Regions from separate parts of the Mus musculus genome. Here regions 1, 2, 3, 4 and 5 are each linked to region 6. A link is a contact called in public Hi-C, HiChIP or PLAC-seq and promoter capture Hi-C data. All regions are on one chromosome and are shown on one strand. Each heading gives the region's core, a stretch centred on a gene start, on an enhancer-like site or on the middle of the called end of the contact. The rest is flanking DNA. Distances are from core to core; before and after follow the strand shown.

Region 1 (3,524 bases), core at 144-2,643, 960 kb before region 6:
GGATATTTCATCACCTTACATAAAAGGACTTAAGCATTTGAGAACTTAGTGGGGTATCCTGAGATGATCTTATAGACAGTCCCCTTAGGCATGGAGGGGTGAGAATATATATACAGAGACTGCGTGCACATCATGCCAGGCAAGTTTATCATGTACATAGATCATTGTATGCCATTGTACATTATTATATGACAATGTATGTCATAATGTGTTAGTGCTGTATAATGGCATGATATCTGTGATTTATAGCAAAATGCAATGATAAACTCATACGTAATTGCATGCACATAGACATTGTAGCAAATAGACATACAATGACACAAAACCATGCACAGATATATATCCAATGAGATTCATAGACAAAATAGCACACATACATGCAGTGATCTCCATGTATACACAGACATACTATGCATACTCTTCTATACATACATGTAATATGACATGCATATGCATGCTGACTGAAAGTTACATGACATAGCATGTGTACTGATGTTTAGACTGCTTTAGAGAAATGAATGTTACCTTCTCTCTTATGCAACTCCAACCCCTACCCAGTTCCATTGGCTCTGGCCTGGGTGGAGCCTACTGTCTGGGTGGGGGGTGTTCTCTATGCTTTAGCTGCTATTCCATAGGGGTGCCACATGAGGGCCCTCGACCTTGGCTTGTCTTGCGTCTAGGAGCAACATTCTTATCTCTCGAGATCTAGGTGCCCCACATACAGGCAGACACCTAGGTTGGGGCAATTCCTATGTCCTTGTTCCCAAAAGCCATTTTTTTTTCATAGCAAGTAAATAAATAAAGCCTAATGCTAGACAGAAGATGAACTTCCTGATGGTTGAGGGAAAATCAGCCCAAAAGGTCCTGTCTTATGATCTCTCCTGCTAGCCTGTGAAGGCTGGGCTGTCCCCCAAATGTGATCTGCCATGGGGAAGCTGAAGTCGTTTTTCAGCCTATTTCAACACTCTGTCCTTTTGCTCGTCTTTCTATTTTCAGACTTTTATTTCTTTGTTTTATTCCAAATCCCACCATTTCAGCTCTGTCCTTTTCTACAGCTAGGTCTCTGTCACATTGTTCTATCCCCATCAGTCTTGCCTGAAAGGAGAGGACTGTCTCTACTCCCTTTCCTCTGCACCCTGGAAGTGAGGGTCTGTGGGGTCAAGGGGATGAAGAGGCCATGTTGGGGGGTCCGGAGGGGGTAGCTTTCTAACCTACCATCCAGTAAGGAACCTGCTCTTTCCACTGTCCCGACCCTGCCAGCTTGCCTGCCGGTCCAGCCCACCAGTCCAGCTCCATCGTCATGGAAACCAGCAGCTGACTTCCTATTGGTGGGCAGGAGGGGAGGAGGAGGGGGAAGGGAGGGATGATGATGCTCCCCTGCTCCCCACTCCCCATTCTGAGGCTCTGCCCTCCTTCGTGCCCACCATCTCATTTGGGGAGCTCCGGGACCGCGAGGGACCCTTGCAGTCCCTCGAGCTGAGACTAGCTGAGGCAGAGACTATGAGGCAAGCCGCCCATCGACCCAGGCCTCCTTAGGACCGCCCAGCCACCCAGCAAGCAACTGATCGGCGGCAGCCAGCGGAGAGAAAAGCTGGAGATAAAGGACCACAGTGGATCACTGGGGATCATTCCCAGGAACTCCTGCGGACCCTTTCCAGGCAGAGTGGTCGTGATGGGTGGCCAGACTCACAGACACTGAAAGACACACGCCACTACAGATACACCGGGCTTTACAACACTGAGACAGGACCGGCGACAGCATCACACACTGCCACAGCCCTGCAATACAGACAGCCCCTACCCCCACGCAGAAACAACTGGTAACTCTTAAATAGGCACAGACAGTGACACATAGCACCACCCTTCTCAACATACACAAGTCGGAGTATTCATCCTCCAATCACATAATAAAACATCACTGACCTGCAGGGACAGACCTGGAGGCACACGTACATATATACCTTCAGCCAGGCACTCCTGGTGGTGGTCTCTCACCCCCCCACACACACCCCGTACACACACACACACACACACAAGAGAGAGAGAGAGAACCATGAGCAAACCCCAGCTCCAGTCTGGCAACCCCGATACCTTCTGAACCCTCCTTCGTGGGTGGGAAGAGCTCAGCCAACCTCTGATGGACTCGGTGAAGCCAAACACTTACAGGGAGAATGGTCTAGTCTGGCATGACCCTTGTCAGTCTTCCCGCTGGTGATGTCCCCAGGTCCAGGTTCGGGGGCCCCTTGCCGAAACCATGGAGCAACTGACAACCCTCCCACGGCTTGGAGACCTTGGAGCCATGGAGCCATGGGCACTGCCTGCCTGGCAGCACTGGACTCAGGGCCAGGGGTGCAAACCTGGAGATGCATCTCCAAGCATTGCTGGTACTCCGACAGCTCTGCAGGTTAAAGGATTGAGGTTTGAAGAGAGTTCCAAGCCTGAGGGAGCTCATAGCCCTGGACCTGTCGGAAATACTGATCCTGAAGCAACAGAGACCGGGCTGCCTAAGCTGGGGCAGCAAGCAGAGAGCCCTGGGTACAGCTGTTCCGGGCTGGAGGAGGAGGAGGCACAGGCTTATAAGGTAAGAGAGGATGGAGAGGGCTGCAAGATGGACTGGCCATAATCTGTAGTCCCACTGCCCACATTTCTTGTCTCTGTCTCTGTCTCTCTCTGTCTGTGAGTCTGCCTGTGTGATTATCTGTCCTTCCTTCCTTGGACGGGAATCTAAGTGGCCTCGCTCTGTTCTCTCTGGCTCTGGCCCTCAGTGTGGGTACATGTGTCTCTTTCTGATTATGTTAGGTCTCTTCCACCACGAGTCTGTCTGGGGGGAATCTTGGTATGCTGGGGGGTGTGGAGGTGGGCTTGGTGCTGGGCTGAGCCAAGGAAGATTTTGTTGTGGGTGGGTGTGAGTGAGCTAGCTACTGGAGAGGATGAAGGAAGCAGGACTTTAGTGGAGGGCAGGGGACTCTACAGACCCAAGATGTCTAGACGGATGGGGAGGGAGTTTGATCTGCCATTACCTAAAAGGCTGTGGGGTAGAAAGGCAAGCATAGAGGAAGAGCAGGAAATGCCCCAGAATGGTGTGAGGCTGCCGCTGAAGGCATGAAGGCATGGAGGATGGGCCTGTCCCTTCTCCTTAGGTCCTGGTAGCACCCCTCTCTGAAGGCCTGGGACACAAGAGAGAACCTGTTCACCCCTTGGGTTATAGAGTGGCGATGTTGCACACGGAAGACTCCGGCTAGGTTGAGTAGGTTTCTGAGACACCGTACCCGGTCCTTCCCTATGCCAGGCCAAGTTCAACATAGGCTTCGGGGACAGGCCTAATCTGGAGCTGCTAAGGGCCCTGGGAGAGCTGCAGCAGCGCTGTACCATCCTGAAGGAGGAAAACCAGATGCTGGTGAGGCCTGGGGAGTGAGGTTTCCCTCAGCACCCCCGATCAGCCTATAAACATTCTCTCCAAGGAGGGAGGCACCCACGGGTGACATAACCCCATGCCCCAACCCCAGTGGACCCTTGCTTAACAC
Region 2 (3,993 bases), core at 1,272-3,771, 870 kb before region 6:
CAGATAAGGGAGAGCCAGCAGGCTGAACAGCTCAGCCACCATCCAGGCCCAGATCCAGAGTTTTGAGTTGACCCACCCCCAAATCTACATCATCTGTGAACTGTTGGGGCGCACAAAAGGACCGGTCCTGCTAACCCAAAGCTGTAGGATCTCCATGACACAGGGCAACAACAGGATAACAGTGAGGAGTCCCAGTGAGGATCCAGTATTGCTGGTGTGACAGATTCGAGAGGCCTAAAGCCAGACCAATGGCTCATCACAATGAGTGTTTGCAAGTGTCGATGTGTGGACAGAGGGGTATACTCAGGGGAATACTGTGACACACTACAGCTTCCACAAGGAGATGTTTTCTATGCTTTGCTTTGTGTGTGTGTGTGTGTGTGTGTGTGTGTGTGTGTGTGTGTGTGTGAGCGTCAGCAGATCCTTCTGTGACCATGCACCTGTCACAGAACACACGATGCTACGTTTGTTGTCCGCTCCAATGAGTTTCTCACAGCCAGTGGCTGGGAAGGAGATATTCAACCTCCCCTTGACACATGGCCTGGAAGGTTCCATGAAGAAAAGCTTAACTTTACTATCATTATTAGTGGTGGTGATGGTGTGTGTGGACGCACGTGCCACAAAGTGTGGAGGTCAGAGGACAACTCTGTGAAGTCAGTTTTCTTGTTCCAAGGATAAAGCTCAGGTTATCATGTTTCATGACAGAGGCCTTCACCCACTGAGCCATTTCTACAGCTCTTGATCGATTTGGTTGGTTTGTTTTTCTTTTGTTTTGTTTAAAATGAGGTCTTAAATTGAAATCCTTCCATGTATGCCCCCAGTGCTGACAATCCAAACACAAACCACCTCTCCTGGCTGTTCTCATCTTAAACAAAATCTCGAAGTGACTTCCTTTCTAATCTCCATGGTTTCAGTGTCTAGAAATCATCCCTTAATTGGAAATTGTATGTTCTTAAGGATGTGGGTGGGAGACAGTAAGTTGGTGGCAGGTTTGAGGCCACAAAAGCCAGACCAGGTTGGAATCTGTTTTTCCCACGTCAGCACTCATTAATACACCCCATACTTAATTCCTGGCCCTTGGTAACTTCATCCTTTAAATAGGAATAAAGTACCTCTTGGAGAGGTTTTTGGGAGGGTTACAGGCAATACAAATGAAAAATGAGTAGGTGCTATTTGTGGTGAGTTCTTAGTGCACACAATGAATAGTTAGGTGCTCATGATTTCTCTGCTCTATAATCGGATGGCCATGAAATGTCCCAGGCCAGGCAACAATTGCTTATTCGGATGAATAAGTAGCAACCGTCAAATACTAATTGTCAATATTGATATTGCCAAACTGCCGGAATTAAACTTATACCATCTTTCCTTGGATGTGCCAGTGAACCATGACTTCTGAATGTCACTCTGGTGGTTTTTCAGGGGCTGGCTCGGAGTCTTAACTGGTTAATAATCCAGAACCAACATGCCCCAGGGAAAACACCCTTTCCTTCCTTTCTGCTGGCTTCCTTGTTTTTTATTTCTCTGGCTCAGTGCATACCAACAAAACTACTAATATACCTGCCCCACAGGTTTTTTTTCTTCCAGGAATGTTTTCTTTCTTTTTTTCTTTTTCTTTCTTTCTCTTCTTCTTCTTCTTCTTCTTCTTCTTCTTCTTCTTCTTCTTCTTCTTCTTCTTCTTCTTCTTCTTCTTCTTCTTCTTCTTCTCCTCCTCCTCCTCCTCCTCCTCCTCCTCCTCCTCCTCCTCCTCCTCCTCCTCCTCCTCCTCCTCCTCCTTCTTCTTTCTCTTTTCTTTTCCTGTCTTTTCTTTTCTTTTTCCTGAGACAGGGTTTCTCTGTATAGCCCTGGCTGTCCTGGAACTCACTCTGTAGACCAGGCTGGCCTCGAACTCAGCAATCTGCCTGCCTCTGCCTCTCAAGTGCTGGGATTAAAGGCGTGCGCTACCACTGCCCGGCTGTTTTTTAATTTTTGTTTGCATGTCCTTTTAGTCATATCCACCAACTGTTTAGGCCTGAGTTTTCTCTCCTTAAATTTTTTTAAATTTATTTTATGCATAATGGTGAACATGTTTGTGCAACACATGTGTACTGTAAGGCGGCAAGGTGTCTGACCCTTTGGAACTGGAGTAGAGACAGGTGTGAGTGGCCATCTGGGCCTGCTAGTTCCTCTGAAAGTCCAGTCACTAACCTCTTAACCACTAAGCCATTTCTCCACGCCCCCTAGGCCGAAGTTTTCAAATGTTCAGTGGAAGGCAGTGTTTGATCAGAAAGTAAGGACTCAGGTCACCTGGTTCTGGCCACCATCACCATTTTTGCACCTAAACAAAGTAGCTGATGGCGGTTTTCTCTTTTGTGCAGTGCACCAACTTTCACCTTGGGTGGAGGTGAGCTTTACTCACACAGGACAGCTGAGGGTCCCGCTGCCAGGCTAGGGACTGGCTCCCGCAGACGTGGAGAGCTGCGCGCGCAGCGCCTCCCTTGCCTAAGAAGCCAGCGTCTCCGTTGCCAGGGGAACGAGGCACCACGCTTTCCGGCGCGGTCGCAGCGCGAAGCAGCTGTCATGGCGGAAGCGGTCTGGAGCACTGACACCGGCGAGGCCGTGTATCGCTCCCGGGACCCCGTGCGCAACCTGCGCCTCCGGTAGTCACTCGACCCCAGTTTCAGGGCCCCCTAACTTTATGCTCCGAGGCCCCCTAACTTTATTCCACCCTAAGCTTTTAGATGCTCAGAGGCCCCTACTTCCGCTTACAATCCCAACTACTTCCTCTGCCATCTCTGCGCGCGTCTTGTTATCAGGATCTTTTTCCACTGAAAGCTTCCAAGTACACCTTTCAGATTCACCCTGCCCAAGTCCCTTCAAGTTCTCGCCACTTTCAAACCCCTCGGGTCCCTGTGCTGATTTATCCAGCAGACGCCCCTACCCACCTCTTCTTTGCAGCAGCCTTGACTTCTCTGCCTCTGTGATTTCTTTCCCCGATTCATGCTCTGTATATCTCCTTGCTGTGTGTCTCTGACACGCGTATTTGGGGCTTCTCTTCTCTTGACAGAGTTCATCTGCAAAGAATCACATCAAGCAACTTCCTTCATTACCAGCCTGCTGCCCAGATGGGGAAGGACCTCATAGACTTGGCCACTTTTAGGCCTCCGCAAGCTGCTAGTGGGTGTTTGTGATGACGCTACATTCATTTGAGACTAAGGCAGGGGTGCGGGGCAGTAGAGGTACAGAGGAGGAACGGAAGGCTCAGAGAGGTTGAGTTTATTGCCCAGTGTCACCTAGCCGAGGAATATAGAAGCATTTGAATGAACCTGGGCAATCATCTTTTTAATTTTTTATTATTTATTTATTTTTTTACATTGTAATTTACTTTTGTGTGTGTGTGCACGCCCATGCCACAGTGCGAGAGTGAAGTTCAGGGGATAACTTTTGCGAACCAGTTCAGTTATCTCTTCACCAGATGAATCCTGGGGCTTGAGCCATCTTACCCGAGTTGTGACTTGGGGGATGGGGAAAGGACTTCTAAGAGAAATATGTTCCAAACTCCAAATGTATGTATAAATACACTTAAAAAACAATTTTAAAACAGGAGTTTGCACGAAAATATGATTTTTTCCTCTTGCCTTGAAAGCCAAAAGAAAGGACAGGACCGTCGTGTTTGGCCAATAATTTTTCATGCTTTTGTCATTGTTCTTTCTACTCAGAAATATTCTTAGGCAAAAAGGGTAGCCTGGCAGATCACAAATCATGCATCTTGTGTTTCTGGATGATTCGGTGGTGGTTTCAGAAAAACATCAGGGTCCTTATCTAGCAAATTCAGCCAGGATTGAGGAAGGGCTGGCCCTTCAGCCTCTAGCTAAACTCTAGTGCCTTATACGGGACTAGAGAATGTTTCTTGGAAGGCAGAGCTACCTTTTATTCAAATTAGAGTAATGATTAGGACACCTCAGGCCCTAATCTTGCTTCTAGTATTAACCAAAGTATGTCCACCACCTGCATTCT
Region 3 (3,916 bases), core at 1,113-3,612, 590 kb before region 6:
ATTTGAAAAGGAATATCAGGTCTCCTGTTGTTCCTCTGAGAACAGTGTCTCTGGAAGGTATCCAACAAGCCTCAGGGCCCCCAAGCCTCTGCAATGCCCTTCATGCCCCTCAGCCCCCTGCTGTAGACAACTGCCTGGAGGTTGGTAGTATCCCAGCAGGTCTTAGCTGATTTAAGTTAGAATGAGGTCTGCTTAGCTCTGTATAGTTACTAGGCTCATTAAAGAAAAACAAAAACCAGAAAAGACTGCATCCCTGGCTCACTCATATGTTCATATGTAGATATTAAAGCCAGATTCGAAGTGAAATGATATGGCTAAAATGTGTATCTATTCCTTTATTTGTGTGTTTGGATGCCACGGGATGAGCGCTGACGCCAGGGGACAGCTTGGCAGTAGCAGTGTGTTCTCTCCTTCCAACGCGTGGGTTCCCGGAATCAGAATCAGGCCATCGCATTGGTGGCAAGCGCCTTTACCCACTGAGCCATCTTGCTGGCCCTGGAATAGTTTTTAAAAACATCATTCTAGTGGCTGTGAAAGCTTTGATCCCAAGACCAAACCGCTGTTTTATCATTGGCCCCTAACTCATCTTTACTTTAAGCTGCAGAATTTCACAGAGTGAAAGTCGGGGACCATTTGTTGGGTTCTCTGGGTATAATATTAATGTAGGATGGGGCCTCTTGCCAAAGGCCCTTCTTGCCAAGGTTCTAGGAAGAGGGGCCTGCTAAGGCACAGGGCTGGGATAGGAGTTTCTGGTTTTAGCCCTCAGCTCTGAAGGGTCTAAACTGAGACACACATTTACCCGTAGAAGTGTCTCCTGGCTTGTGCAGGGGTCAGATGATGGGGTACAAGTTCAGGTTGGCTGTGGGGCCCATCAGCTTATGGGTTCAGTCTCAGTGTCAGCCATGAGATTGGCACGTTGCTTAGGAACAAGGAACATGGTGCTTTGACTACTTTCTTGAACTATTGAGTGTCTTGGATCTTACAGCCCAACTCTTCCTCCAAAGACTCTTCAGTAGCCACCCTAGGGTTACCTGGTGCTACTCATTATCCAGAGCAGCTGTTCTCAACATGTGAGTCCTGACCCCTTTGGGGGGGTCACATATCAGATACCTACATTATAATTCATAACAGTAGCAAAATTACAGTTATGAGGTAGCAGCGAAATACTTTTACGGCTGGGGATTGCCAGCATGTGAGGAACTGTATTAAAGGGTCGCAGCATTAGGAGAGTTGAGAAGCACCATTCTAGAGGAAGTTGGTTTCTAGAAACTACTCGGGGTGGGGGGAGGGGGTGTCTTCAACAATAGATGGATACCTGCCTTATCTTTTAGTTAGGCTCAATGGTGATGATGTTTAATAGTGATTAGAAAAAGCCCCTTCCCGTCTCTGTTGAAGTCTACACACTTTTCCCTTTTCTTCTCTACTCCACTGAGGCAGTAAATTCAGCCACTGAGAGATTTAAAAGCTTTGAGTAGCTGGGCGTGGTGACGCACGCCTTTAATCCCAGCACTCGGGAGGCAGAGGCAGGCGGATTTCTGAGTTCGAGGCCAGCCTGGTCTACAAAGTGAGTTCCAGGACAGCCAGGGCTGTACAGAGAAACCCTGTCTCGAAAAAAAAAAAAAAAAAAAAAAAAAAAAAAAAAAAAAACCAACAACAACAAAAAAGCTTTGAGTAGCAATATACTGGAGTAGGGGGAATTGAGTAGGATTGGATTCCATCCTGGGCCTGCCCTGTGTAAGTCCCTTGCCACTTACTACTGGAGCCTCAGGTTCCCCGTGTGTTCATGAAAACAGAGGTATCAGATTGGCAACATTGATGTGAAAATCAAATGTAAACATTTCTGTCAAGCTGTTCGGCGTGTGCAGGGCACCCAGCACTTAGTGACATTCATGGTTCATAGCTCTTCTGTTTGTTGTTTGTTTATTTCAGACAGGGCCTTACTATACAGCTCTGGCTGTCCTGGAGCTCTCTATGTAAACCAGGCTGGCCTTGAACTCACAGAGATCTATCTGCCTCTGCCTCCTGAGTGCTGGGAGCAAAGGCACAGGCCCCTACGCCCAGGTCAGAGCAACCTTTCAGCTGTGTCTTTTTAACAGTCCCACCCCAGGCAGGCAGCTTTCTTGCTTGGGAGGCATCTGGCTTGCTGGAGCTACGATTCCTCCAGCTTTTTGTGGCTGGGATATCCTGCCAAGGCAGGCCATGGTCTCCACCCCACCCCCACTCAACCAAGTGAAAGTAACCAGGGCCGGTTCCCTCTCCCCCTGTTCCCTTGCTCTCTTGAGAAAGGCAACTCTTTATGAACACAGGGTAGACTCGCTACTCATTCGCTGGTGTCTTTGTGACCACAGTTGTGGCCAAAAAGCCAACAGGAAGCCAGAGGAAGAGTCATCTGGGGACAAGCTTCGGTTCTCGATCTTTGAGCCTCAGTCTGAGGTCATGTCCTTGGCTGCTTCTAGGAGGCATTCCGTTTCCTGTCTGGCTGGGGAGAGCTGCAAAGTTGCAGCGGAGACAAATGCGATAAGCTTTCTAGCCATCTGCCCATGGCCTGGAGTTTTGGGGACCACTCTTCTGAGACCGTGGAGCAGCTGTGTTAGCACCACCTGGGCCATAACTGGAATTGCTGAATCTCGGGTTTCACACCCAACAGGCAGAGTCACAACCTACATTCTAGGAAGACTCCCAGGAGGTCCCGGTAGATATTAAAATGCTGAGAGGCTGAAGTGGACCACAGTTCTTAGCCATGGGTGCATACCAGACTCTCCCAGATTGCTTTTTAAAATGTACTGGTTTCCTAAGACCCATACTCATCCCCTGAAAAAGGAGAAGATATGGACATTGGTATTAAAGAGAAAAAAAATCAGATGTGGGATGTATACATATAATCCCTGCACTGGGACAGGATGGTCAGGACAAGACCAGGGTTAATGAGGTAGCGTAATGGGTAAAGGGACCTGCCATCAAGCTTGATAACTTGACTTTAACCTGAGGGATCCACATGGTGGGAGGAGAGAACCAACTCCTGAAAACTGTTCTCTGACTTTCACATACGGCCATAGCATGCACACCTACATGATCACTACATGCATGCAAAATAACTAAATAGTGTGATGTTTTACAAGCAGGAGTTGGGGAAGAAAGGGGTGTGTGTGTGTGTGTGTGTGTGTGTGTGTGTGTGTAGTAGGTAGTAAAATAGTCCTTAGATGATTCTATTGCATACCTGGGCCAGGGACGGATGTCAACCTCTCTCTGCCTTTGGAAGACAAGAGAGTGCCACGGCTGCCTGTGTTAAGCTCCTACTGTATACACAAAAAAAGATCTGTATTCTTGTCTGTCATTTCTATTTCAAACCTGCAAAGGTACTAGGGTTCTTCCTATCGTTATTTGAGACAATGGAGCACCACCCCGCCCCCCCAAGAAGGAAACGACACCAACCTGAGCTCCTCAAGGACAAATGGGAAACAAGGCATTAGCCACAGGGAGCTGAATCTCAGGCAGCAAGTCTGCTGCTCCTAGTAGCTAGGGAATGATGTCAGAGATGTGGCCAAACCTCAAAATAGAGCCGTGGAGGGCCTGAGAGTCTTCAGACAGGCAAGGCGTGAAGCACAAAGGAAATGGACCAAATGCCTGAAACTAGCCCTTTCCTGTAACATTTTGAACCATGTTCTTGTCTGATATGTTTGTTTGGTTTGGTTTTTCGAGACAGGGTTTCACCGTGTAGCCCTGGCTGTCCTGGAACTCACTCTGTAGACCAGGCTGGCCTCGAACTCAGAGATCCTCCTCCCTCTGCCTCCTGAGTGCTGGGATTAAAGGCGAGCGCCACCACTGCCTATTCTGGTTTCTAAGGATTGAAAATCTGCCTGGTGCTCCCACGGAATCTGATTCCTGGTTACCCTCGTCTGTCCTCCAGGTACAGCCA
Region 4 (4,011 bases), core at 173-2,672, 650 kb before region 6:
GGAGGGAAATATATTTGTTTAATGGTTGGAAAAACATCAAATTACCATACCTCTTCAGTTTCTATTCCCATAGAATTTTGCAACTATGGTTTTTGAATCAGTCATTCATATATATATGAATATGATATATATATATGCATACATACATACACACACATACATATATATGAAGTTGAAGATATGTCTTTTATTAAAACTGTCTGGAGGGGATAAGAGTCAGTTTGAAATATGTTGAAGTTCTGAAATAATGTGCACATCTGAGGAGTTGGTTTTATTTTTTAACATTTTATAAAAATATCATAGATGGAGCCTGCCCCCTCATTTCCCCACCACAGATTCTTTGGACTAGATATATGTTTAATAATAGCTTGTCTCTGATATTCACAGTAGCTACCTCTATGTGAGGAAAGGATAGAAAACATTCAAGACATCATATGGGCTTACGATCTACAGATTCCAACCAGTAGCAGTGGCTGACTCCTACACAGACGACTGGGAACTGCAAACAGGCTGGGGTCACCTCAGTGACATCTGACGCTGTCCAACCAGAAGTCTGACTTGTGTGTGCGTGTGCTGCAGGAATTGAAAAATGTACTAAAAGACTAAAATATTTTGCCTCTATACTTTCTCATTCGTTTTTATTGTTTGTTTTTAATCCTGGCGGGAGAGGGGTTTTTAAGTATTTCCTGTATCTGGAATGAAAGGGAAAGATGGGAAAGCGGTCCCGTCACCCAAGAATAACCCAGTAATGACATCTGAACGCGTGGGAAGTGTTTCCCTCCACAGTAGGCGCTTCTAAGGCTGTACCCTAGTGGAATTCCCTGCTCAAATTGGAAGACCACGCAAAGGGCGATGGCAAGAGCGCTGAGTGAGGGCTTAGCTGGTCAGGAATAAAAATACCCGAGGGTAGGGGACACTAGAAGCTAGCATCCTAGTTCGTAGGTGGAAGCTGTGATGTGCTTGACCGATTGAACAGCCAGGTGACCAACCGAAGCCCTGACTGCCGCTGGGGGTATGAGAGGGACGCGACGCCGCCGGGTACCAAGGCAGAGTCACGAGAGGCAGCCCAGCTGTGCCCAGCGGGCCAGCGCCAGACCCTGGCGTCCTCCATCTTCTCTCCTGCGCTCCCCCTGCTCCAGCTGCCTGAGCCACGGACCGCAGCATCACACACCCCCGCGGGGGGGGACGCCGCACCCCATCCCCGCCCCCGGCCCCACCCCAGCCCCCGCGCGGGCTCCCTGACCCCACCGCCCGCGGGCACTGGCTGAGCTCCGAGGCGGCGCGCCGGCGGCGGGGACGCCCGGAGGGGGTCGAAGCGGCTGGGGGCGGCGGCGGCCGGGCCGGGGCTCCCCCCCCGCCCGCGCTCGCCGCCGCGGTGGTGCGTCCCGGAGGTTACCGGAAGTGGCCGCGCTCGGCGCTGCCATGTTGAGGAGCCGCCGCTGCCGCTGCCGCCGCCGCCGCCGCCGCTTTGTTGTCGCCTCCTCCGCCTGAGGAGGCTCCCCGAGCGGGGGGAGTGGGGAGGAGGGGGGTCGGCCGCCGCAGCCATGGAGGCCAACTGGACCGCGTTCCTGTTCCAGGATCTGGGGGCCCCGGGGGGGTCGGGGGGCCAGGGGGGCCGGGCCGGGCTCGGGCGGGCGGGCGCTCCTCCCCTCCCGGCTCCGCTCTCCGGCCCGGCCTTAATCCCCCTTTGTTTTTCCGCCCGCCCGCTCCGGCGGAGCCCGGCCGCCGAGGTGAAAGGAGGCGGCCTCGCGGGGTGCGGGGGAGAAGCAGGCCTCGGGGTGAACCCGGGCCCCCCCAAGCACACACGCACACACACACCCTTCCCTCCCGCCCCGAAGGGGAAGGGAGGAGGCCGGCCGCTGTCACCACCCCGCGGCCCAGAGAAAGGAGGGCGCCGGGCCGCTGTGGAGCGCGGGCCGCTCGGCCACTGCGCGCCCGAGCGGGGCCGCGCGGCGCAGCGAGGGGGTCTCCGGGTCCCGCTCCGAGTACCCATCCATCTTTCGCTTGCGCTTTTCGCGTCACCTCTCTCTTTTTGTGTGTGTGTGCTTGTGTGTTGACTTTCTGACCCTCCTCCCACATCCCGCGAATAGCGGGTATCTCTGGCTTCGCCGCCACTCCCCCTTCTCGCCGCCCCCTCGGGTGGACCCGACGGGGGGTGTTGCGAGCGTGGTTCCCCTCTGCAAACTTTTCTCCGCTCCTAGCCCAAGTCCTGGGCGAGCCCTGGCAACTGGTCCCCTCGCCTCTGTCCAGCTTCTGCGGTCCCATTGAGCTTGGGGAATCCCCGAGCCGGCGGGGCCGGGCGGGGGCGGGGAGCGGCGGGGGCCGGGACTCCTGCAGGCCCGACCTTCCCCGGAGCGTGTCTCGCTAGTCTCGCTCCGCGACCCGCTCGAACGTTCGCTCCGGCCCAGTGGGCGACGGGAAGCGGAGAGGGAGCGCAAAGTCCGCTTACAAAGCCCCTAGATGAGTCACTCATAGGGAGTATGGGGGTCTTCGCTTCTTCTTTTTTTCCTTTTGCCAGAAACTTCAAAGCTAATGTTAGCGGATACTTCAGCCATACCCTTCTCCTACCACTTTAATGCGGGACCCCTGATTGGAACTTTTTCCCCCCTCTGCTTCCTTTCTGTTTGCAAATGCATTGATGAGCAGTAGAGATAAGCACATGCAGAAACTTCAGAACTGAAGGTTAGGGAGCTAGTCGTTTTTAAAATGTGTCCTTCCCGCCTCCCTCTTTGGAGTTTTCCTAAATACTTCGTGAAATTCCAAACGCGTAGCTTGGGCGCTTGAGACCTTTGGAAATGCAGAATCTTCAAAAGATTATACTCTCCGCATCTGGTCCCATCCCGGTGGAGTTAATACGGGGAATTGGAGAATTCAAAATTACCCATTGTGTAATCTGGCTTGTCCTATTAAGACATGTTTCAAATGTGAGCATTTTTATTTTAGGTAATTATTGAAATAAATGGGCTTACTAAAGTTGGAAATTCTTAAGATTTTGCAACTCCTGAACGTCCCACTTTATCATCCTTAATCTGGTATTGATTTTATTGTGCTTTGATGAGTTTGTTAAGAAAGTGATGGTCAAAAAAAAAAAAAAAAGAAAGTGATGGTCAACTTAAGAATGGATTGGCAAAGAAGTACGGAACTAGCTGGCATGAGGGTTGGTGCAAAGACGGTAAATGCTTTCTTTAGAAAAAGCTTACTTACAAATGATCGTTTGACAGTAAAGGACTGATGAGTTTTAGACGCAGTTTAAACAATATTACATTGGGTGTCTGTAAACTCGATGGAGGTGGAACAAAGCAAGCCCCTTATGTGAAGGAGAAACCCATAGTTCATCTTTGGGAAGTTAGTTGAAAGAGCCTACAAAATACTTTTAAAAGCTATTTGAACTATTCTTTTCCCAGATAAAGCTAATGCCAGCCTATTAATTTTTTTCCACCTGATGAGGAGATGTGAAAGCTCATATTTAATCCTGGACATGCAGTGTGTGCTGTGAAAAATCTTTGAAGAGCTGTAATTTAAAGCTGAGGACAGTGAATAAAGAAGGCCCTTCGTATGGAAAGGTGGAATAGACATGCAGTTCTAGTTCTCAGAGATCCCCACCAGGGAAATGCAGAGTTAAACTCTGTGTCTGGGAGCACCATGTTGTATTTATATCTTTAAGCAAGTTTTAATAACCTGCCTGCTTACCAGATAACACGGTGGGAAGTGAAAGTGTAGCTCTTAAAATATGTGATGGGTGATTCGTACAGGACATTAGAGAGATGACTCACCGATGCTAATTTGTTTCAGTACAGAATCTTTTACCCTCTAGCAATGGAGATTTCATGGTTCCACATCCTACCACCCTGAGTGTTGAAATAACATTTCTGGTTTTGTTGTTGTTGTTTGATTGGTTCCTTGGTTTTGCTTTAGTAAGTTAGTTAGTTTGTTAGTTAGTTTGTTTGTTTGCCAGTCCCAGAGAAAGGAAATCTTGGGCAGGGTGAGAGCTGTGTACTTGCGTTAGAACAT
Region 5 (3,600 bases), core at 302-2,801, 710 kb before region 6:
CACACACACACACACACACACACACACACACACACACACACACACACAAAGAGAGAGGGGGGGAGGGAGGGAGGGAGGGAGAGAGAGAGAGAGACAAACACAGAGAGAGACACAGAGACACACAGAAAGACACAGAGAAAGAAAGAGACAGAAGACAGAATCAGAGAGACACAAAAAGAGAGACAGAGACAGAGAGCATTTGGCCTTGACTCTTACAGCTAAAGGTTCTGACTACTCTAAGGCAGAGGATTGCACTCACAATGCCAGGCTCTATCTCTTTAGCAGGGCCCTGAGGTCCAGCCCCAGGCTCCTGATTCTACCAGCAACACAGGCTGGCACCCAACACATGGGTTGTGGCTGTCACCAGAGAGGAACTGGCAGCAGACACAGCAGGCTATGTTTTCTTTGCAAGCTGAGGGTAACTAAAGGAAGCTGAGAATTCTTCTCTTCTGCTTCAAGGAGGAGGGGGATGGAGGAACAGAGAGAATCAAGCAAGGCCAACGGCTTGCCAAAGGCTTACTCCTCTAACTTCTAAGACAAACACAGAGTGAAGACCAAAGATAGGGTGGGGAGCTAGGGCCTCACCAAATCCCTGGGGCCTGCTGGAAATATCCAATTGCGTCATGGTGGTAGCCAGCACCTATTAAATGTTTTATGCCAAGCAAACACTGTGCCCAGAGCTAGGTTATACTATGAAGCCAGTGTGTGCAGAGGCTGGGAGTATTAGCCTACACACCACACAACTGGGCTCAAGTCTTTGACTTTGTTATTCATCAGCTCTGTGATCTTGAATACGTTTCTTAAGGACCCTGTGCCTGGGCTACTTCATTATGAAAATGGGAAAGCTGATAGCAGCACCCGTTTGGTAGAGTCGGCAGATAAAGTGAGTGGACATCCATAAAGCTCTTAGTAGGTCTGCCTTATAGTAAGTATGTTGTCTGTCTTACAATAAGCTTTGGCTACTCTGAGTCACACACACACACAACTCTGAAGTAGGAATCATTAATTGTAGAGGCTCCAGGAAGCTGAATGATCCTACTGAGGTTCCCCAGTTCTGTGTGAATGACTCCCCCATCTCCTCCACCCCACGCTCCACCGTGCCCTTTGTTGTCCCTATCTTTAGGTCAGATTCACAATGGCTAGCTCCCCTTGCTTCCTATAGCCATTCCAACTTGGAAGCCACAGCCCTACTGCAGAATTGGAACAAAGGACAAAGGTGATCTCCACCTTGCCTCCTAGGCCTGGGTTGCCCTCTGGGCCCAGGCAGCAGGTCCCTCCCACCCGACTATGGCAACAGCCAGGACTGGGGAGCCTCCCAGGTGCTACATCTGCATCATCAGCCTCAGGCCTCCCTTGGGGCCGCTCCCTTCGAAGCACAGCATCCTCATCCCACCCCCATCCCCAGGTAGGATGCAGGTCGCTCAGCCTGGAGGGACCTTTTTAATTTCAGGATAAACAGACTGTCATCCTGGCTCAGCCCTCTGTGGGTTTACTGCTCCCCGCCCCCCTTAATCCGCAGTGCACAGCCGCTCTGTTCTTCTGCCAACTTGGCAGCTCGTTGCTGCTGTTACTATCAACACCTCTGAGGGAAAAAGGAGCGAAGTCGGTTCTGATCGCCTAGTGCACTGAGCAACAAATTGATACTGAGCCGGAGCACTCTGGAATGTCTCCCAGGCTCCGGAGACTCCGGGTGAGGCAAGAAAGGTGGGATCTGTGTTGTAGGGAACAGATGGGGCTGAAAATCAGCCCCAGTACGAGCAGCCCCTTATCTGGGCCGCTGGAACCAGGCTAGGACACACACAAACCCGGCCCCCACCCCCGCCGGAACCCCCAGGTCAGGGAGTGCAGGGAGGGAATAGGAAGAGCTGCTGAGGGCTGTGGCTGGAGCCTCGGAGGTACAGGACAAGAATATCGGTAAATGGATCTTGCTTTTACCGCATCTCTTGTCACAGTCCAAGGAACATGGATGACTTCAGCTCAAGAGATGGTAGATCAGGGTTTTGTAGTGTGGGTAGAAAAATGCTTTGGGGGTTTTGTTTTTTCTTTCTTCCTTTCTTCCTTTCTTCCTTTCTTCCTTTCTTCTTTCTTTCTTCCTTTCTTCCTTTCTTCCTTTCTTCTTTCTTTCTTCCTTTCTTCTTTCTTTCTTCCTTTCTTCCTTTCTTCCTTTCTTCCTTTCTTCCTTTCTTCCTTTCTTCCTTTCTTCCTTTCTTCCTTTTTCCCTTCCCTTCCCTTCCCTTCCCTTCCCTTCCCTTCCCTTCCCTTCCCTTCCCTTCCCTTCCCTTCCCTTCCCTTCCCTTCCTTTTTTCCAGACAGGGTTTCTCTGTGTAGCCCTGGCTGTCCTGGAACTCACTCTGTAGACCCGGCTGGCCTCGAACTCAGAAATCCGCCTGCCTCTGCCTCCCAAGTGATGGGATTAAAGGCAAGCACCATTACTGCCCGGCTTTGGTTTTCATTTAGACTGCCAGTTTAGGGATGTATGGACTAGTCTTTTTCTTTCAGCATCCTTGGACTCCATGTCTCCTTTACTGGTTTAGACTGGGTGCTAGAAAGAGCACAGTTTCCTTACCAGTTGGAAGCTTTCCAGGGCCAACCTTTTCCTTTACCCAACCCCACGCAGCAGAGCCACACAGGCCCAGCCCGTTGACTTCCTAAAGCTGCTAGTAGTGCCCTTCTCAGTCTAGGGCTAGGGCTCCCAGGGGGCCCGGTTGGGAAGAACAAAGAATATCTTACAAAACCCACTGTAAAGCAAAAGTCAGCTGATAACAAGAGTCACTCATGTCTCGTCAGGATCAAGAGGTGGTCATTGTGCCACCTTGCCCAGGAGGAATGTCTTTCCACCTTTCTCCCTGCTATAGAGCTATGGTAAAGCCTGTATTTCCCAGCTTTGGTCTCAGCCACAAGGGCTGGCACACTTCTGAATTCTATACCAGTGGTCTGCCCAACCCACACAAGAATGTGGTCCTGCTTCCTAGTTGGGGGTGAGGTGAAGGTGGGGTGGGGGTGGGGCTCAGCGTGTTTGCTTTTCTATAACCCAGAGAAGTCAGGCTCCTCGATGGGCTGCAAACTACAGGGATGAAGACATGAAACTGGTGCCTGTATACGACTGGACTGTGCCTCCTTTTCTACACCACTCTCCCCTCCACCCTCCCTATAAGCCCTTTTATCAGATGTGAAACTGATACCAAGATTATTTCCAGCTCCAGGAATCTGAACCCTCTCACCTTCCTGGTAAGAACTACCCAGCTCCCCCAGAAAACCTTCAGACTGTCCCAGGGCCCGGCTACAGGAAAGAGAACTCAGTCAGCAGGCTGGAATGGAAATAAGCTATGAGAGGCTGTGTCGCCGTTCCGGGCTGCACCTGTGAGCAGCCCCTCTGATGAAGCCCTGTCAGCGTTTCCATGACAAACTCATATTTCCGGATGCTCCTCTTCCAGCTTGAAGAGCTTGCCTCTCAGCGAGGCTTGATACTGAAAGTGCATTCAGAGCTCCACCTCCCCCCAAAAGACTGCACACTTCCATAAAAACTTACATTCTCATTCTACGTATTTGCTCTTTATTCTGAGAGTCTGATGGCTTAACATTTGTTATAGGCTACGTGAA
Region 6 (3,528 bases), core at 198-2,697:
GGAAGCGGGACGAGGGGGCAGGGCGGCTGGAGGTAACTTGGAAAATGCTGGTGTCTCCACTCTGGCCGCCTCAGTTTCCTCTCCTCCTCTTCCCTTTCTTAAGGCTTTGTTTTATTCCGAAGGAAAACGGACACTAAGATATTCATTCACCTCCCAAAGAGGGGACTTCAGAGTTTGGGAGTGTGCAGAAGGCATACATTCAAATTTTTAAATTAAAAAAAAAAAAAAAACTATGTGGAAAGTGGGTGAACTGAATGTCATTTTAAACAAGAGAACAAGAAGCGACAGGAAAATGACTTCAAGCGGGAGAGATGGGCGTCTCTGAATCCAGAGTTCGGCCCTAATTAACAATAACCTTTGGGGTTATGGGGGGGGGGAGCGACGTTCCAACCAGCCACGCGCCTGAGCCCCATTCTAAATCCGCTTAGCTACTTCCGAAGACACCTCCAAAAATAAAACTAAAACTTTGTTCTAAAATAAAGGCAAAATCGAGAAGGGAATGCGTTACCTGGAGCGTTTCGTTGTGGGATCTCTCATGACCATACATTCTCTAATTTCTCCAAATTTGCTAAAATAGTCTCTAAGGCTATCTGTAGAGAGAGAGGGAGAGAGAGAGAGATGGGGGGGTGGGAGAAGGTGTGGAGGGGGGAGCAATGCAATTTTTTGATCAAGGACAAAAAGCAAAAGTAGTTTTCTGTTGTTATTCTGTTTTGTTTTTGCAATATTTTTGCACACGAGGGGGAAATTCAGCAACAGAGGTCGCGTAGAGGGCTCGGAAAGGATTTGCTATTTAAAAAAATAACCTTGCACAGGAGAAGTGGGGAGCCAATGGCGGGGTGGGGGGGCTCTTACACTGGGATAACAAAGAGCAATAAAGAAGCCAAGAAGGGGGGGACCCAGGCGTCCCCCCCTCCCTCCCTTACCTGGTGAGGTCTGCCAGCTCAGTCCACCGATAAACATTTTACTAGAGGGAGAAAACATAACCGAAGTGAGCACCGATGTCAGATCGGCCATTTTGACGTGTAACTTACAAAAGCTAAAAGGAAAGCTGGGGGGGAGCGGGCGAGCGCGAGCCTGGAGGTGGGCTGGGGGAGAAGGTGGCGGCCCCACGCCACCCCAAGGTGCGCGAGTGCCCCAAGGGTGCGCGCGGGGGCGCGGGGGGCGCGCGAATGCCCCGCTCCGCACCGTCGCCCGCACAGCCCCGAACGAGCCCGCGGCGGCGCGGTGGGCAGCGGCTGGAAACTTACCCGGGGTCGTGCTGGGAGTCGTTGGCGCTGCCCGAGGTGCCTGGGCTCCCATTTGCCTCCATAGCGGAGCCCCCCCGCCCCCCCACCCCCGACACACCGAGCCCCACAGCGAAGCGGAGCGCAGCGGCGGCCGGCTCCGAGCCCCAGATCTCCGTCCCTCCTCCCCCGCCTCCTCCCCCCGCCCGGCGGCTGCGAAGCTCCGCGAGCGCCGAGCCGGGCCAGCGGCGAGAGCCCGTCACACGTGGGCTCGGCTCAGCTCAGCCCCGCCGCCTCGCACACCCCCCGTCCCCGCCCCCCCGGCCCATCCCCACCTCTCCCCCTCCTCCTCCCCACCCCCATCTCCTCCTCCTCCTCCCCCTCCTCCCCGCGCACGTGGGGCGGAGTTCTAGAACGTCGTGTAACCAATGCGGTGACGTCACGCACCCCGTTCGGTCCCCCGCCTGTCCGCGCGCGCACACGCTCGGCCCCCCGCGGCAGCGGGACCCATCAGGGGCGGCGCGCGAGCCCCGCGACTCGAGTGGGGGGGTTGGCCACGCCAAGCAGGCGGGGAGACGGGAAGCGCACCCCGAGTCGGCTCAGATCACATGGGCTGGGTGTGGGGGAGGGGGAGGCGCGGGGAGCTCGGCCCGGGCTGTTCGCTGGGCCGGGAGGCGGCAGCGCCCCCGGGCCCCCCTAGTTCGGACTATTCATTCAAGTTCCTGGGGCCCTGCGCCCGATTCGGAGGTGGCACCCGCCGCCCTCCCTGCCTCTGTGCCCCCGTTTCCAGCCACCGCGCGGAAATTTAGGTCAAGGACGCCGGGAGCACACCCACACCCTGCGCTCCCAGGGCAGTCCTCGAGAACCCCGGGATCTGGGGGGCTTGCGGATGGAGGAGACCCTCCTGCACGAACACCAGCCACAAGTTTTATTTTCCCTTCGCGCGGCAAGTTCTCTGGCTCCCGCTCCACACTGGCACGTCCTGCACGGCTCCCCGCCCTTCCCCGCCAGAGGTACGGAGCCGTGCCCGCGAAGGTTATTTCGGAACTTTGAGAAACTGACGCGATAGATAACAGGGGGCGAGGAAGCAACCAGACAGGGCTTGCGCCTTACTCAGACCGCGATTTGAAAATATAATAAAGTGGGCTTGTAGGGGTCAAGGTCAAATGATTGGGGTTCAAAGCAAATGTTCATGGAGATTGAGTAGCAGTTTGGGAGTATCCCGAGGGTGGTTAAGATAGGTGCTTATTTCAGAAAATCCCTCGACCATTCATCCGTTATCTAATTTATTTATGTTTAAAGTTACTAGGGCTTCCTCTGTAAAGAGTGTAAGCGCCAGGAGTGAAATGGCTCTCTATCTCCCAAGACCTGCGGTAGGTCTTGGAGATAACAAAGCACCTTACCCCTAGTTTTTGGAACTAGGAGCCTCACAGATTCTGACACTTAGTAGGTGTTTGGTAAAAGTTCCCTTTCTCCCCTGGCAAAGTGTAAACTCCAAAGGATTGGTGACTGTAGCTTCCCGGGGGAATCGCACACTTCGTATTCCAGGCTGGCCAGATTCAGGCTGTATTCAATTTATGGAGTATTTAAAACAGTACGGATACAATTATCCTTATTGTTTTAAATTATTACAATAAACCAAGTTAATATGGCATGAGGGGCAACATAAAGTTGTGGTTCATCAAATCCCTGGGTTAATGTTAAGCATGCATTGATGCACAATTAACACTTTCCCATTAATTTTCATAGGATTAGGAGACAATGGAATTCACTCATCACCAAAACTATGCCGTGTCCATTGTGGGTTTGGAGACATTTGGAAAAATCTCAACACAGCCAAAGCTTTTGAGTGGTCAGACTGTCAATCTCTCTGTCCCCTAAACTGGGGTAGTGCCTCTCTGACAGCATGGATGGGCGGAGCATTTGTAGTGAACAATGTAACAATGTCAAAGTCCCTTTTTAAAATTGTGTACTTACATGGACTGTGTTTATTATAAATTGTGAATATGATTTTTAGAAGGCACTTCATAAGACTTCAGACCACAAACCCTGCTGTTTCCCAACACTCCAAACAAACTGATTTTTGAATCATCTGGGTTCCCATGTGTTAAAGAGCTGCATGTTTTTATGATGGTAATTGTTTTTTTGCGATTATTCTCAATCACAAAGTACAGGCAACACAGCTAATTGGATTATATTTTGGATTTTTACCGCAGAACCACAGATCATCAGAGCTAGAAAGGCCTTTCTTTACCCGGCTCCTTCCTTGAATATGGGAGTCCCAAAGGTGCCAGGCTGTCAGGCC

The links. Promoter capture Hi-C pulls out the DNA fragments that hold promoters and counts their contacts. Hi-C and Micro-C count contacts between places; a contact is called where the count stands out from the background. HiChIP or PLAC-seq counts read pairs in DNA pulled down with a chosen protein or histone mark.
Region 1: a Hi-C map of B cells shows a contact between it and region 6, with 6 read pairs. The contact joins the promoter of Tspoap1 here to the promoter of Msi2 in region 6. A contact is called at or near these places in 2 of 484 Hi-C or Micro-C datasets (B cells and CD4 T cells) and 3 of 115 datasets of contacts at active chromatin or transcription factors (bone marrow-derived macrophages, embryonic stem cells and regulatory T cell precursor).
Region 2: a promoter capture Hi-C map of liver shows a contact between it and region 6, with 4 times the contacts expected there. The contact joins the promoter of Mks1 here to the promoter of Msi2 in region 6. A contact is called at or near these places in 5 of 39 promoter capture datasets (the 3T3-L1 cell line, HPC-7-derived erythroid cells, hippocampal neurons and 2 more) and 1 of 115 datasets of contacts at active chromatin or transcription factors (memory CD8 T cells).
Region 3: an H3K27ac HiChIP or PLAC-seq map of thymic regulatory T cells shows a contact between it and region 6, with 6 times the contacts expected there. The contact joins the enhancer-like site here to the promoter of Msi2 in region 6. A contact is called at or near these places in 3 of 39 promoter capture datasets (cranial neural crest, liver and pre-B cells) and 4 of 115 datasets of contacts at active chromatin or transcription factors (bone marrow-derived macrophages, large pre-B cells, memory CD8 T cells and 1 more).
Region 4: a contact with region 6 is called in a promoter capture Hi-C map of second pharyngeal arch cranial neural crest, with 10 times the contacts expected there. The contact joins the promoter of Vezf1 here to the promoter of Msi2 in region 6. A contact is called at or near these places in 17 of 39 promoter capture datasets (3T3-L1-derived adipocytes, the C10 cell line, the HPC-7 cell line and 11 more), 5 of 484 Hi-C or Micro-C datasets (CD4 T cells, cerebral cortex, effector CD8 T cells and 2 more), 13 of 115 datasets of contacts at active chromatin or transcription factors (astrocytes, differentiating embryonic stem cells, effector CD8 T cells and 9 more) and 2 of 9 other capture datasets (adipose tissue and pancreatic islet).
Region 5: a contact with region 6 is called in a promoter capture Hi-C map of hippocampal neurons, with 4 times the contacts expected there. The contact joins the enhancer-like site here to the promoter of Msi2 in region 6. A contact is called at or near these places in 11 of 39 promoter capture datasets (the 3T3-L1 cell line, 3T3-L1-derived adipocytes, cranial neural crest and 6 more), 7 of 115 datasets of contacts at active chromatin or transcription factors (acute myeloid leukemia, bone marrow-derived macrophages, embryonic stem cells and 3 more) and 1 of 9 other capture datasets (embryonic stem cells).

The regions. Positions count from the first base shown.
Region 1 is chr11:87,759,148-87,762,671 of GRCm38.p6, forward strand. It overlaps Tspoap1 (TSPO associated protein 1), which reads left to right and starts at 1,394. Exons shown (of 32, transcript NM_172449.2): 1 at 1,394-2,581; 2 at 3,290-3,397. The coding sequence starts at 2,255.
Region 2 is chr11:87,850,694-87,854,686 of GRCm38.p6, forward strand. Mks1 (MKS transition zone complex subunit 1) reads left to right here and starts at 2,522. Exons shown (of 18, transcript NM_001039684.3): 1 at 2,522-2,636; 2 at 3,044-3,153. The coding sequence starts at 2,557.
Region 3 is chr11:88,129,734-88,133,649 of GRCm38.p6, forward strand. All of the region lies in intron 1 of Cuedc1 (CUE domain containing 1), which reads left to right. Among named protein-coding and RNA genes, the nearest start is that of Cuedc1, 33 kb to the left of the region's middle. Within about 2 kb of position 2,363, at least 155 of the 459 cell types and tissues checked have an H3K27ac peak or open chromatin away from gene starts, as enhancers often do. A contact at or near this core is called in bone marrow-derived macrophages, liver, memory CD8 T cells and 2 more, where this site is marked.
Region 4 is chr11:88,066,857-88,070,867 of GRCm38.p6, forward strand. It overlaps Vezf1 (vascular endothelial zinc finger 1), which reads left to right and starts at 1,423. Exons shown (of 6, transcript NM_016686.4): 1 at 1,423-1,577. The coding sequence starts at 1,545.
Region 5 is chr11:88,008,455-88,012,054 of GRCm38.p6, forward strand. No RefSeq gene overlaps it. Among named protein-coding and RNA genes, the nearest start is that of Gm38610, 4.9 kb to the left of the region's middle. Within about 2 kb of position 1,552, at least 71 of the 459 cell types and tissues checked have an H3K27ac peak or open chromatin away from gene starts, as enhancers often do. A contact at or near this core is called in hippocampal neurons, where this site is marked.
Region 6 is chr11:88,716,782-88,720,309 of GRCm38.p6, forward strand. It overlaps Msi2 (musashi RNA-binding protein 2), which reads right to left and starts at 1,448. Exons shown (of 14, transcript NM_054043.3): 1 at 1,248-1,448; 2 at 924-964; 3 at 509-590. The coding sequence starts at 1,309. It overlaps C030037D09Rik (RIKEN cDNA C030037D09 gene), which reads left to right and starts at 1,862. Exons shown (of 4, transcript NR_038058.1): 1 at 1,862-2,236.